3 separate regions of the Mus musculus genome follow, and all the other regions are linked to region 2. The links are chromatin contacts, called in public Micro-C and promoter capture Hi-C maps. All regions are on one chromosome and are shown on one strand. Each heading gives the region's core, a stretch centred on a gene start, on an enhancer-like site or on the middle of the called end of the contact. The rest is flanking DNA. Distances are from core to core; before and after follow the strand shown. Region 1 holds the start of Rapgef5 (Rap guanine nucleotide exchange factor (GEF) 5). Region 2 holds the start of Cdca7l (cell division cycle associated 7 like). Region 3 has its middle 19 kb from the start of Gm31482.

What was found. Promoter capture Hi-C pulls out the DNA fragments that hold promoters and counts their contacts. A called contact is a pair of places that touch in the nucleus more often than the background predicts.
Region 1: a promoter capture Hi-C map of pre-B cells shows a contact between it and region 2, with 2.3 times the contacts expected there. The contact joins the promoter of Rapgef5 here to the promoter of Cdca7l in region 2. A contact is called at or near these places in 4 of 39 promoter capture datasets (the C10 cell line, liver and pre-B cells) and 2 of 484 Hi-C or Micro-C datasets (both in embryonic stem cells).
Region 3: a contact with region 2 is called in a Micro-C map of embryonic stem cells, with 2.6 times the contacts expected there. The contact joins the enhancer-like site here to the promoter of Cdca7l in region 2. A contact is called at or near these places in 4 of 39 promoter capture datasets (the C10 cell line, embryonic stem cells and neutrophils), 2 of 484 Hi-C or Micro-C datasets (embryonic stem cells and regulatory T cells), 2 of 115 datasets of contacts at active chromatin or transcription factors (embryonic stem cells and large pre-B cells) and 1 of 9 other capture datasets (liver).

The regions. Positions count from the first base shown.
Region 1 is chr12:117,531,484-117,535,487 of GRCm38.p6, forward strand. It overlaps Rapgef5 (Rap guanine nucleotide exchange factor (GEF) 5), which reads left to right and starts at 2,445. Exons shown (of 26, transcript NM_001373989.1): 1 at 2,445-2,750. The coding sequence starts at 2,535.
Region 2 is chr12:117,842,218-117,846,837 of GRCm38.p6, forward strand. It overlaps Cdca7l (cell division cycle associated 7 like), which reads left to right and starts at 1,644. Exons shown (of 10, transcript NM_146040.1): 1 at 1,644-1,740. The coding sequence starts at 1,717.
Region 3 is chr12:117,444,901-117,448,965 of GRCm38.p6, forward strand. No RefSeq gene overlaps it. Among named protein-coding and RNA genes, the nearest start is that of Gm31482, 19 kb to the right of the region's middle. Within about 2 kb of position 2,616, at least 123 of the 459 cell types and tissues checked have an H3K27ac peak or open chromatin away from gene starts, as enhancers often do. A contact at or near this core is called in embryonic stem cells, neutrophils and regulatory T cells, where this site is marked.

The DNA of each region.
Region 1 (4,004 bases), core at 1,195-3,694, 310 kb before region 2:
CCGGGCAAAAGGCAAGGAGAGGGTGCTGGGGTGGGCTTGTCTGAAAGGAGTGGTGTGAATTTTCTACTAACAGATTCCTGCTCTTTCTGATATATCGTGTGTGTGTGTGTGTGTGTGTGCAAATGCACGTGTGTAGGTGAATATCCTTATGTGTGTGCATGCATGTGGAGGCCAACCCTGGCTGCCAGTTCTCAGGTTCTTTTCATACTTGGATTTTTTTTTTTGTTGTTGTTGTTGTTTTTAAATATAGAGTCTCCTACTTGCCTGAGCTTACCCCTTTAGATAAGGCTAGCTGGCCATCAATTCCCCAGGGGTCTACCTGTCTTTACCTCTCCAGCCCTGGGATCAAAAGAGGTGACACTAATTATGCCCTGCTTCCTTATTCTTGTTTGCTTGTTTGTTTGGTTGGTTTTGAACATAGTTTCTTAGGATCTAACTTGGGTCCTTGGACTTGCAAGGCAATCAATCACCTTAGCAGACAAACTACCTTCCTGGTTCCCACCTGCTTACTTTTATGCTAAGTATGTGTGGCCTTTATTATTTATTACTTTAACCTAAATAGACTTTTCAAAAGTCCTTATTGATGTTGTGCCTTAGATACATGGCATGGCCGATTCTATAGACTCTATGGTGTAAGTTTCAAACTCCTAAATCTTATATTGAAAACTGTGAATCTGTGAATCTGTGAATCTAGGATTACAGTGCAAGCCTGTAATCCTAGCACTTGGAAGACAAAGAAGGGGTGCCAAAAGTTCAACGTGATCCTCGGCTACATACGGTGCTCAGGTCGGCCTGGGCTACAGGAGACTCAAAAAAAAAAAAAAAAACAAAAACAAAAACAAAAACAAAAACAAACAAAAAGCCAAAGGAAAAAAAGCTGCTTGAACATGTGTGAAGACCGAGAATGTCAACTAGGAGACAGAACATATGCGATCTCTTCTGTAGCGGAGTGAAGTCATAGATAATTCAAATGTTACTTCTCAGGGATGATATGACTGGCAGAAGGCCCCACAGATCAGAATGTTAACTAGGAGTGTCCTGGGAACTCCTTGGAACCAAGTACCAACCCCTTAGCTGGCACATTTTAACCTAAAAATCAAGAGACTGATGTTAGAGATACAGATGTAGAGTTTCATTCTTGGATAAATCTGCATCACAGACATTTGGAAACCATAACAGACTATAGAGCTCATTACTGACTCCTTCTCAATAAATGTACATAGGTTAAGGGGACAAAATGTAAGTCTTCTGCAGTAAGCGGACAACACAAATTCTATTTCCCCCGACTTCTTCATTATGACATCACCCTTCTCTAACAGGACATAGCCTCCAGGTCCAAAGGCTCCCTCTGGCCCTATGTGAGCCACCTAAGAGTTTGAAATCACAATTTCAAATCTCCTTGAAGGGCTCTAAGCTTTAAGACATTGTGTAAATTTCTTGGCCTGGCTTAGGTTGCTCTTCCCAGGAGGTTTTAGTATTTACATTCACTTGATAATTAGCAAGAGTTTAGGGACTACCTGATTTCCTCTTAGTATTTATCTACATCAGGCTGAATTTCCCTTTTCTTAAGGGCAAGATCTCCACTCTCCCTACTCGGCCACATTTCCCGTGTGCACTTGGCCAAACATCTGCTGTGTGAGATAGTAACCTTGTCAAGGATCCTTACTTGTCATTTTAAAGGTTTTTCAGATCTTTGGCGGTCATAGGTAAAGAGTGGGTCTCAGCGTCCTAGTGCTGAGGGGTTAAAGGCCTTGTTGAAGATTCACAACCCCTTGGAGTTGAAGGCCTTCCTGGAATGGTTTCCACTGAGCACTCCACAATTCCTACCTCCTGGAATTGTATAAGCAGTGATTCATGCTGCGCTAAGCCTTTACAGTTTACCAAGCACATTCACCAGACACAGAAGGCTTCCAGGGAGGTCAGGTTCCAACATGTCAACAGAGATTCATCTTCGGGCCACCAGACTTGCACCTATTTTACTAAGCACCCATCAAACCCAACTAGTTTTCTCCGCTCCCCCTTTTATGAGGAGCGCGCCTACCGACCACTGAGTGGGCAATGTTGTCCCAAGAAACCAATTCTGAACATTTTCTAGGATACCGACTGTGCTGTGGGGCTAGGCTAAGCGCCGGAGGGAGGAAGACCTCTGAGCCTTCTGGGTCGCAGTCCAGGCCACTCCTGGCTGGAGCAAAGGGACTTTTTAGACTCGGGGGAATGGGTCCGGGAGGAGGTTTTTGGGAATGGCGCACCTATGCAGGCTCAGAGCACTCGCCGCTCCAGGGCCCCTTCCGCGGGCGGTGGGAGTGTCTCAGCCGTCCGGAGGTGAGCGGCGGGGCGGGGCGGGGAGCACCTGGGCGGGGCCGGGGCGGTGCGCGGGGCCGAGGCTCCCAGCCGGGCGCGCGCCAATGGGCAGCGGCTGGCAGCGCGTCCCGCGCCTGAGCCGCAGTCGCGCCCTCTCGCTGCCTGGCGAAGGCGCGGAGGCGAGCGCGGAGGAGAGCAGCCGCGGGCGCCGCCGCAACCGTCAGGGCATCAGGATGGCGGTGGGCTCTGTCAAGATGCAGCCGCCTTGCGAGAGTCCGGCCCTGGCCTCGGCGGCCCCGGCCGATGGCCCTCTGCGCCGCAGCCCGAGCGCCCGGGAGCCGGAGCGCGAGCCGCCCGCCGCGTCTCTGCGGCCGCGCCTCAGGGACCTGCCTGCGCTGCTGCGGAGCGGGCTCACGCTGCGGAGGAAGCGGAGCGCCGCCGGCGCCCGGGTGAGTGGCCCGGGCGCGCACGTGGAGCCCTCGACTGCCCCGCGGGCCCGCCACGCCGTGGCTGGAAGTTGGGGAGGTGGCGGGACTCCGCTGGAGCGGGGCCTGGGACGTCGGGGTTAGGGGGCGCCCCTCGGGCTGCGACGGCCACCCTTCCCCCTAGATGCACCTGAGCGCACCCGGGCGCCGGGGCATCGCAGGAAGAAGGGCTGTTTGCTGCTTTCTGTGGGGAAGCTGCAGGTGTCCGGTGACTGAGTCAACCAGCCCCGTCTCACAGAAAGTCTTAGGCCTCCCGCAGGTCCTGTTTGCAGGTGGCCTGCGACGTGCGTGCTTGTTTTGGAAGACTCAGCAGTGTCTGGGCGTCGGGACTGCCCTGGCAGCCGCCACTGCTGAGGGGGAGACTTAGGAGTTGGAAGAGCTTGGGTGAGCTGCTAGCGCTGGGAGCACTCAGTACTCCGGGACGCCCCCTAGAGCGGGAGAGGGTCGGACCCCCGGGAATCTCAAATATCGACTTTCTGATGGTGTGTTCAGATATGACTTCCTGGTGAAGGAGCATTCCTTGTGTTGTAAGTGCATCTCACGACCTGAGCAGGCCAGACATGTTTTTTATGTTAAAAGGAGGGCCTGCTTGTCATCCTGGTGATCCTCAAGCCACTCAAGAAAGCCCCAGTAAGCTCTCACTGACTTCCTTCCTACTCAGCAGAGCTTGGGAATACCTTGGTACATCCTACTCATACTTTTTTTAAAAATTATTTTTTGATTATTATGTAGTATTTACTGAAAAATCGTAACAATGGTGTGATTTTTTTTTTTTTTGACTAGAAGTCTTAGTTATATGTCATGAAAGGAGACAGTAGTTGGAGACTCACAGCTCCTGTGATGTTATTGGCTTGCGGAAACCTAAGGGCTGAGGAAGCATTTGTTCTGTCGTGGCTTCCTATAGATGGGCAAGGATCTGAATTGCTACAGTTCTTGTTCTCCAGGCTGTGTTTTCCCTTTCCTAGGTATTTTCTTCTTCGGTGCTACCTTAAAGGATTGTTCTTAGGATTCTCTCATGCAATTAGATAATTTTTAAGTCAGCCACCAGGAAAGTTTTAGAATTGCCCACACAGTAATCATGGTTTTTTAATTCACGTTACATTCCGCTCACTGCCCCCCCACTTCCGGTCACCTCCTCCTACAACACTTCGCCCCTCTCCTTCTCTGAGTGGGTGGGCTCCCCTGGTTTTTTTCCCTACCCTGGCACATCAAGACTGC
Region 2 (4,620 bases), core at 394-2,893:
AGCCCTTAGATCACAGGAAGATACAATTATCTTAGACTAAAACTAGCTTTGATTAATACATTTTTACTGTTCTTCCTGGCAACCTAAGGAAACAAAAAGAAAAACGGGAGAAAGAATGTTGGGTGTACTCTAGAAGCCTGAAAATGTTTTCTGGTTTGGTGGAACGCTGCTGTCGAGGGGTATCTGGATGAATGTTGAGAGAATTCTAGGAAATACTACATATGAAGTAGTCACAGCAATAATACACATTATCCGGGAGAAGTAAAGCATTTTTCTTTTCTTCTGTTTTGAGGTAGGGTCTCAAATTCAGAATCCTCCTGCCCCTGCCTCCACAGAACTGGGATTATAGGCAACTAAGCCAGGCCATGTGCATTTCTAAAGTTAGACACTGTTTTCTTAACTTCATTCCCCAACACTGGTAACATGTTGCTCAACTAACGAAGAAAGCAAGACACCTCTTTCCTTGACGTTTCCTCCTGAAGCCTGAGAGAACATTCTGGCAACTTCAACTATTCATTCAGCAACAACAGAAGGATGAGTACTGGATCCAAGGAGCTGAGACTGGCTGCATAAACTTCTACTCAGGCAAGCTGTTACTGTATCACCTCATGACCCCATCCTGTGCTAAACCTTTCCACTTGTCATTTTTCAGCTCCTCAGGCTTGCTTTGGGCCTCCCACTGTCTCCACTCATTAAATGCCTCAGGCTACTGACTCAAGCTCTAAGTCTTTGATGCCTCCAGCCCACTCCATGCCATTAGATTACCATTCCCCAGTCCCTCATGGCATCTAACTTGTTCCAAGTTTACATGTCCATGCACTTTCATTATTAGATTTATCATTTTTAATCAGTGGTAGGAATTAGGTTACTAATCATTTCAATTATCCATCAAATTAGTGATGGTGACATAATTATCATCATCATGAGATTTGCGTTATCACTATGGTTATTCATATTATCCTGGGGGTAATGGCTCCCAGTCCATAAAGTTCAACCTAGTAGATAGTTTTTGTTTATTCCTGAGTCAGGAGGCCTATCCCAGCATTTCCGCGGTGAGTAGGTGCTAGTGACTAGCATCTAGGCACTTACTGGGGAGCTCTGGCAAGAACGGAGGTCTTGCTTGTAGTGTGTGGTGTGCAGGGTGCTGCGTCGCCCTCTGCCCAGTGTTAGAAAACTTGGGTGATTGGCTTTTGCAGTGAATTGGGCAGCCACTTTTTCGGAGGCGCACAGACCACGCCCCTTACCAACAACAAAGCAAAGCCAGCTCCGCGGCCTCTACGCAACACTCCTGGAACTCAGGCCACGAGGACACGGAGGTTGGCGCTGCGGAGTTTGAGCGGGCCAGGTACCCGGAGCTCAGAGGCGCGTGCAGCCTCAGCTTGAGTCTCCCGCGCGAACCTGAGCGGACGGCTCCACCGCGGACCTGCGCGGTAGGGGGAAGCCCGCGCAACCAAACACGCCGGCCAATGCCGGTCGCGCGCTCCCTTTGCGCGCTCCCGCGCCGGCCTTAAGGCTTGGACCGCAGGTGGAGAGGCCCGGGTGCGGGCGCGTGGCCCGAGGCTGTGCGAGGTTGCGCGGTGCGCGCGGAGCCGCGCTGTCCCCCCCATCTGAACTCAGTGCGCTGTTCCACGGCAAACTCCGCGCGCTGCGTGCTCGGGGCCGCGCCAGCCCGGGTGGCCGCGTGCAGGGCTCAGGGAAGTGAGCCCAGCAGGGAAGATGGAGCTGGCCACGCGCTCCCAGGTGAGGGTTTCCCCCAGCCCTGGTCCCCGGCCGCTTTCTGCATGCCCCGCCCCGCCCTGTCCTGCCGGGCTGGTCCACGCGGAGGGCCGGGTGCTGGGAACTTAGGTCCTGTAGGAGTGCGCGTGGCTCCCTGCTGTACCACCCCGGGTCTGCAGGTTTGGCCCCTGCAGCCGGGGCTCAGGTGGGGATGCCTATTCTGGAGCTGCAGGCCGGGAGCTACGGGGTGCAGCGCCCCGAGACCTGGGGGAGGGGCGCGCGGGAGGGCAGCGTGCAATTTCTCCCCAACCCCCTTCCTCGCCGGAACTGGCACCAGAGGTCAGGAAGATTAAGAAAAAAGCAATTAAAAAAAAAAAAAAAAAAAAAAAAGAAAGAAAGAAATCTCGAGACTCACACTATACCAGTCTTTTATTGAGTTGCTGTAGGTTTTATTCTAGAACTTTAATAAATTTACTACTTGGCAAATGGTAAGTAACATCTTTAGGCCAAGTTAACAAACAACTTCAAGATTGCAAATCTTAAGCGAAGGGCAAATCCATTATGCATTATGGGTCTAATTTAAGTTTTGAAACTTCACTAACACTTGAGAATAAGTCTTCCAAAGGGTCATTGCGTGCCAGGATTGTGATTTCTGTTAGTTTACAGTCTCAAGGTTTTTCTCTACTTAAAATTATCACTCTGTTAAAAAAACGACAACCACAAGACACCTAAACAGACACACACTTTTTAATATAGTGATAAGCAAATCATTTTTAAAAATGAACTAAGAAAAACTTTGAAAAGAGAAGGAATGGCCAGCCCCCTGCTCGTGGGGTGCGGGATATTTTACATGAATGTAGCCTTTCTTGAACTGCGTTTACCCCTGTAGTCTACCTGTAGACTCTGAGCCTGGTGGAACAGCGCCCAAGCTTTACCAGACCTGGCCTGCCCAGGTCTGGCACTTACCTTTGTGCTGGCAAATTAGAGAACTAGCTAGCTGGCTAGATACCAGTGGCCACTTTGTCCAGTTAGTGACCGCTGAGAATGTCCTGAAAGTGGAGGTTTGTGAGAAAGTATTTTAAAAGGTTTCACCAGTGAAGGGAGAAAAGAAAAACTGTACTGAGCTAGACTCAGGCTTTAGGGTTTTTGTTGTTGTTTTTGTTTTGCTTTTGCACGTGGCTAGCCTGAGCTTCTCCAGGAAGTAACAAAACACCTTTGGAAAGGGAAAGTGAAATTGCTTTGTTTTTTCAGGACAGTCTCATTCATCACAGAGTGGTCTCCACTTTCTGTAGAGCAGATTATAGATCTTGCCTCCACTTCTAGATTCAGGATTCTTTCCCTGCTTGGATGCCTGGTGTATGATGTGCTGGGGGTGAACCCTGGGCCTCCTGCATGTTAGGCAAAATCTGCAAACTGGGCTGCAGCTCCAGCCTGGTGGAAAGAGACAGGAGCTTTCGTAGTTCCTCAGAAAATGTAACTCACTGTATCATTTCCAAAACCTGTCACTTTACTGGAAAGCTCTTTGCAACTAGGATCCCTGTATTCAGGGCATTTGAAAATTCAGGATGTATTAAACTGTGCAGCTAGACCGGAACATTTTATTGTTACACTGTGAAGCTTTAATAAACTATTTACTGGGGGGGGGAGGGGGCAATCTACAAATTACATCCTACCCATTATACACCAATTAGGGCAGATTACTATGTATAAGATGATCATACACACACCTATAAAGATCTCTTAATTGGTAGCACAAATTAAGATGAATTTTTTTTTCTGTTTGTAAGCTCCTCATAGTTTAAAAGTGAGCACAGTCATCTTCATTGACATGGTCTGTGAGTGGTTCTGTGGGGTGGCAGGTGAGTGCAGATGAGAAGACCGTTGAACCGAGAGATGCTAAATTTTGCAATCTTCCAGTCTCTAGCCTTATAAATAGTCAAGTAACCAGAGAGGCAGCTTGGCTGCACCCCCGGTGTGACAGGGCCCAGCAGGCAGCACACTGTCCTCTCACACAGCAGTAACTATAATTCCTCCCTTTGGAAAGCATAACACTCCCAGGATGCTCCCGCAAAGAGCGGCCGCATAGGAGGAGGTTTCTGAGCAATACCTGAGCCAGGGAGACACCCACATGCATTCCAAACCACTTTCAAGTCTGCTTTTCTGCCAGGTGTGCCTTGGATTTCATGTCCTCTGACAGTGATCTCCACCCTCAGGGGTTATTTAATAGTCCTTTTTTTAAAAAAATTATTTTTATTTATATAGGGTCTCTCACTATGTAGCCCTGGCTGTCTGGAATAGTCCCGTATTTAAAAGGCCAGTAGCTCATCGTTTTCTCATGAGCCTGACCCATGCATGGCGGGGCAGAATTCTAAGAGGTGCACACAATCACTTGATTTGATGATGACAGAAAACCAGGAGTCAATTCCAGTTCCAGTTAAGCCAACTTTTTCAGCATTAGAGGGCATTAATGAACAATTCCTGTGCAGCTGTTTGAGCTGACCTGCCCCTGCACGTTAAAGTCTCATGGCTCTGGAGAGCTAACCCTTTACTCCTCAACCCTTCAAGGGTTTTGTTTCCAGTATCCGGAATTAGCGGGGATTGATAAGAACTAGTAAGATTTTTAATTTTCCTTTAAGAAGTAGTGTCTAGGAATGTTTGAAACTGGGTGGAGGTAGGTAAATAGCCAAGGTTAGCCCTCAGAAAAGATTGTCTTCCATGGTAGTGAATACTAGCCCTTCCCCCTTCAAACCTTTGCACCTCACTGCAAAACTTGCATTGCGTCTGCAATAGATATTTCCCGCCTCTTCTCCTTCATAGCCGTTGGACGATTTATCGTAAGTTTATGTATCAGGCATTGTTATATTGGAAGATTGAACACCAGGATACTGATTTTCCCCACCATTT
Region 3 (4,065 bases), core at 1,366-3,865, 400 kb before region 2:
AATACAAAGTGCAGGGACCACATCTTGCCATACTAAATCTGCTCTCATGAATGTGTTATGGTGCTAACTCATCTTTTAGACAATTGAATCCCACACTCAATAGTATTTGCAGACAGAAGTAATTTTCTTACACCAGTTGATGACAGAACTTTGCCCCCCCCCCCCGCCCCCTGCCAAATATCATGGCAGTGGGCCTGACACTTGACAACCAACAGAGGTCAACTGGGAAAGTGAAATGCTGCTCAAGATGCTTCAGAACATTGTAGAGTTTTGGCCACTGTGGAGGCCTGAGGTAGCCAGGATCAGGCTTAAATGAGTTAAAGTTCTTCCTGTGCCATCTTTAAATCCAGGATTGTTCTTCACACATTTGCCTTAAATCAAGGAATGTAAAAAATAAGTCTTGGGTGCTTTCTGGAAAACGAAGCCGGAAGTCTTAATCCTAGCAAGGTTAAGACTCTCCAGCAAGTGGGGCTGGAGAGATGGCTCAGCAGATAAGAGCACCAACTGCTCTTCCAGAGGTCCTGTGTTCAATTCACAGAAACCACTTGGTGGCTCACAACCATCTGTAAGGAGATCTGATGCTCTCTTCTCGTGTGTCTGAAGACAGTGACAGCATACTCATACACATATAATAAATAAATCTTAAAAAAAAAAAAAACATCTCCAGCAAGTTCAAGGCTTGGTTTGGGTACACAGTATGTTTTCGTGAGACCCCGTCTATAGATAGATAGATAGATAGATAGATAGATAGATAGATAGATAGATAGATACATACATACATACATACACACATTACATACATACATACATACATATATACATACATAGGTAGGTAGATAGATAGATACATGCATACATATATACATACATAGATACATAGATATATAGATACATACATAGACAGATATAGATAGATACAAGCATACATATGTACATAGATACATAGATATATAGATACATGCATACATAGATACATATATATATACATAGATATATAGATACATACATAGATACATTATAGATTTATAGATACATACATAGATACATACATAGATAATCTTTTTTCATTCCAGATTCCCATTAGTTTAAGGAAAATTATACATTGAGTTTCTGCTGAGCACCAGTCACTGGCTCAAGGCTTTCCAGCTTTTCCACTCCTCAGAGCACCCTAATGGAGTGGGCAGCATTCCTGTTTCAAAGACACAGAAACTGGGGAGGTTGAATTTGAGGACTACCCTGGAGTTAGTCTCTCTCTGAAGTAAAGCCTGCATGTTCCAAACAGCTCTAACTCTGTCTCAAGATGTGCTTGTTAGAAAAAGCAGAATTCTGCACACGAGGTTGCTTTTCCACAAAATGATCGAGAGCAGTCTGCTCATCAGTGTCTGTAGAGAGTTGGGACAAGTGCCTCTCTGCCTTCAGTGTGAGGTATGATTGATCATCTGGGGGATTGTGAAAATGGATTGTTGAGCTCTCGTTCTCAAATTCAACATATAGATTTCTTTTTTTAAAAAATGTGCATGTGTGTGTTTGGGTGTATGTGCTTGTGAGTACAGTTGTCTGTGGTTGTGAGGCCAGCCAATGCCTATGTTGGGAACCAAACTACTGTCCTGGGGGCAGGAAACAGTTGCTGAGCCACCACTCCGTTTGCTTCTGGCTGAATATCTCACATTATGTCCTCGCTGATGCCTCTTTCCAAAGCACAGTCAGGATCAGTTAGATCTAGGTTGGAATTACAGACTCAAGGGCTAATTTTTGTTCCTGGCCTCTAGCAATAGAATCAAATCTCAGGGGCCAGGAACCAGCCTTCTGGGTCTATGTGGGGTGTTAGTTTGGTTTGTTAACAGTCCCACTCTGTAGCTCAGGCTGGCTGAGAAATCACTTATGTAACCCAGGTTGCTCCTGAACTCTCTCATAGACCCTCCTTTCTTAGCTTCTAGAGTGCTAGGATTAGAGATGTAAGACTCCCAACCTGGCGAGAGTCTTTTAAATAACTACCTGGCTGTTCTGCTCAACGAAGTGTGAATACTGTCATCCAATGGGCCTTTAAATTATTCTTTATCTCACATACAGCCTCATTTTTTAAATGATGCCTCATTCTGAGTGACAGCCATACTGCAGAACCATTTACAACTGACCATTAGCTGCTGTTGTGACCTGCCTCTGTGTTTAAAATGTCCACAAGGGATCTCTCAGCCCACACTTCATAAATAAAAACCAAGCGGGGGAAATGGAACTATTTATTCATTGATTGGTTTTTGAAAAGTCCTCCAGTTATAGCTTTTCCAGTTCATCAAGGGGAAAGAAGCTTCACTGATGATGAGTGGTTGTTTCATTCCACCCCAACAGAGTGAAATCAGGAGAGTGACGCCATTTCCCGAAAGCCACGCCCCTTCCTCTGTACCCCTCCCTCTTTTACCCTCTGCTGCTTTGGTTCCTTGGCCCTAGGAATCGGGAGTTGGGGGGGGGGGGGGAGCTACAGGCTGAAACTGGTGCCCTGCACTTGCAGCAGGGAGGCTGGAGCACTTCAGCTTCCACAGAGGTGGAGAGGTCACACAAAGCAACGTTCAAAGGCTGAGGGCCGGAAGCCAGCCTCATGCTGGGAGGTGCCCAGAAAGATGCAGGTGCTTCCCTCTTTGCGCCTGAGCAGCGGACTCTGAGGGACGCCAGCTGGAGGGGACAAGGAAGGGCATTTATAGTTTCCTTTGCCGCTGGCTCCTTCAAGCACCTCACACGGCACCAGGAGACGAGATGAGAGAGGGGTTGACACAGCTTGAAGAGTTCAGATATCAGTGGCCTGACCTGAAAGCACAATGGGGTTCGATGCGATCTTGCAGACAAGAGTCTTTGTCCTTGTATGGCTCAACTCTGCTGTTTTCCCAAGAGAACCTGTGCTGCTGCACTTGAAAACAATATGGAAAGATTTAGAAACTCCTTCAGCCCTGACCAGATATTCTCAAACTAGTTAGCCCCACCATCCAGGCGTCTGAGATGAACCTGTGCAGCAGAAACAAGGGCCCCTTTCTCCTCTCTGCTTTGGATCATGGGTCTCAAGCTCGACCAGTACAGTCGTCATTGTGGCTCCCTTGTACCGTGATCCCATCCAACCCGCAGGAAACGCACACCTTACAGGGCAGGCTGTACAATTGCTGGCTTAGTGGGAGCTGTCGTCATGTCCCAGCTCTCGTCTAATAGCTCAGGACCGTGAGTTTCCTGACCGTTTTTACATGGCCGTACTGTGTGCATAGCATAGCTCATCCACACCAAGTTCCTAGGTGAAACTCTTAAGTCTCCAGGGGGAAACCTACGTTTGGAAGGGTTTCGCTTGCTAGCTGGCAGCAAGCCTGAGATCAAAACTTGTTATTCAGAGTCAGAAGTAAAATTCCCGTGAGAGGCACAATCCACCCTATTGTTCTGCCTGGGGTCCTTGTGTCTCCTGTTGCCACGGTCTGCTAAGGCAGCCTCCAGGCTGATGGGACATTTTGTCTGTGGGCTTCCTCAGGATGGGTGGGTGTGATTCCCAAAGACACCTCCCTAAAAATAGAAGAGATTGCATATTTCATTTTACCCCCCCCCCTCTCCTTTTCTCCCCGTGCCAAAGTAGGCACAATAAGGGCACACAGGTAGGGTAACGGTAGAACCAGATCAGCAAAGACATTAATTGCCAGTTTTCACTGGGCCCTGCCCAGCCATGACTCACAGTGCGGAGAATGAGATAGGTGAATGAAATCACGAGTAAAAGGAGGATGTGACTACTCCTAAAGTATGGGGATATTTATTGTAGATAAAAGGGAGAAAGCAGGCAGAGGGAAGAAGAGTCCAGGCTGAACACGGCCAAGGGACCAAACCAGACGACGAGAAGAAAGGCAGAAAGGGAGAGAAAGAGAGTGGACCTGGACCTCAGTAAGAGGTGGCCCGGCCCAGGCCAAAATAGTTGAGTTATGTAGGTATCAGGCTGGGGCAAGGGAAACAGAAGCCCAGGCCCTGGGAGGGAGAGGTTTAGGGTAGGAAGTGGGGTGAGAAGTGTTGGGAGGAGCCACAAGTACCAAAGATACTGGGAAAGCTTGA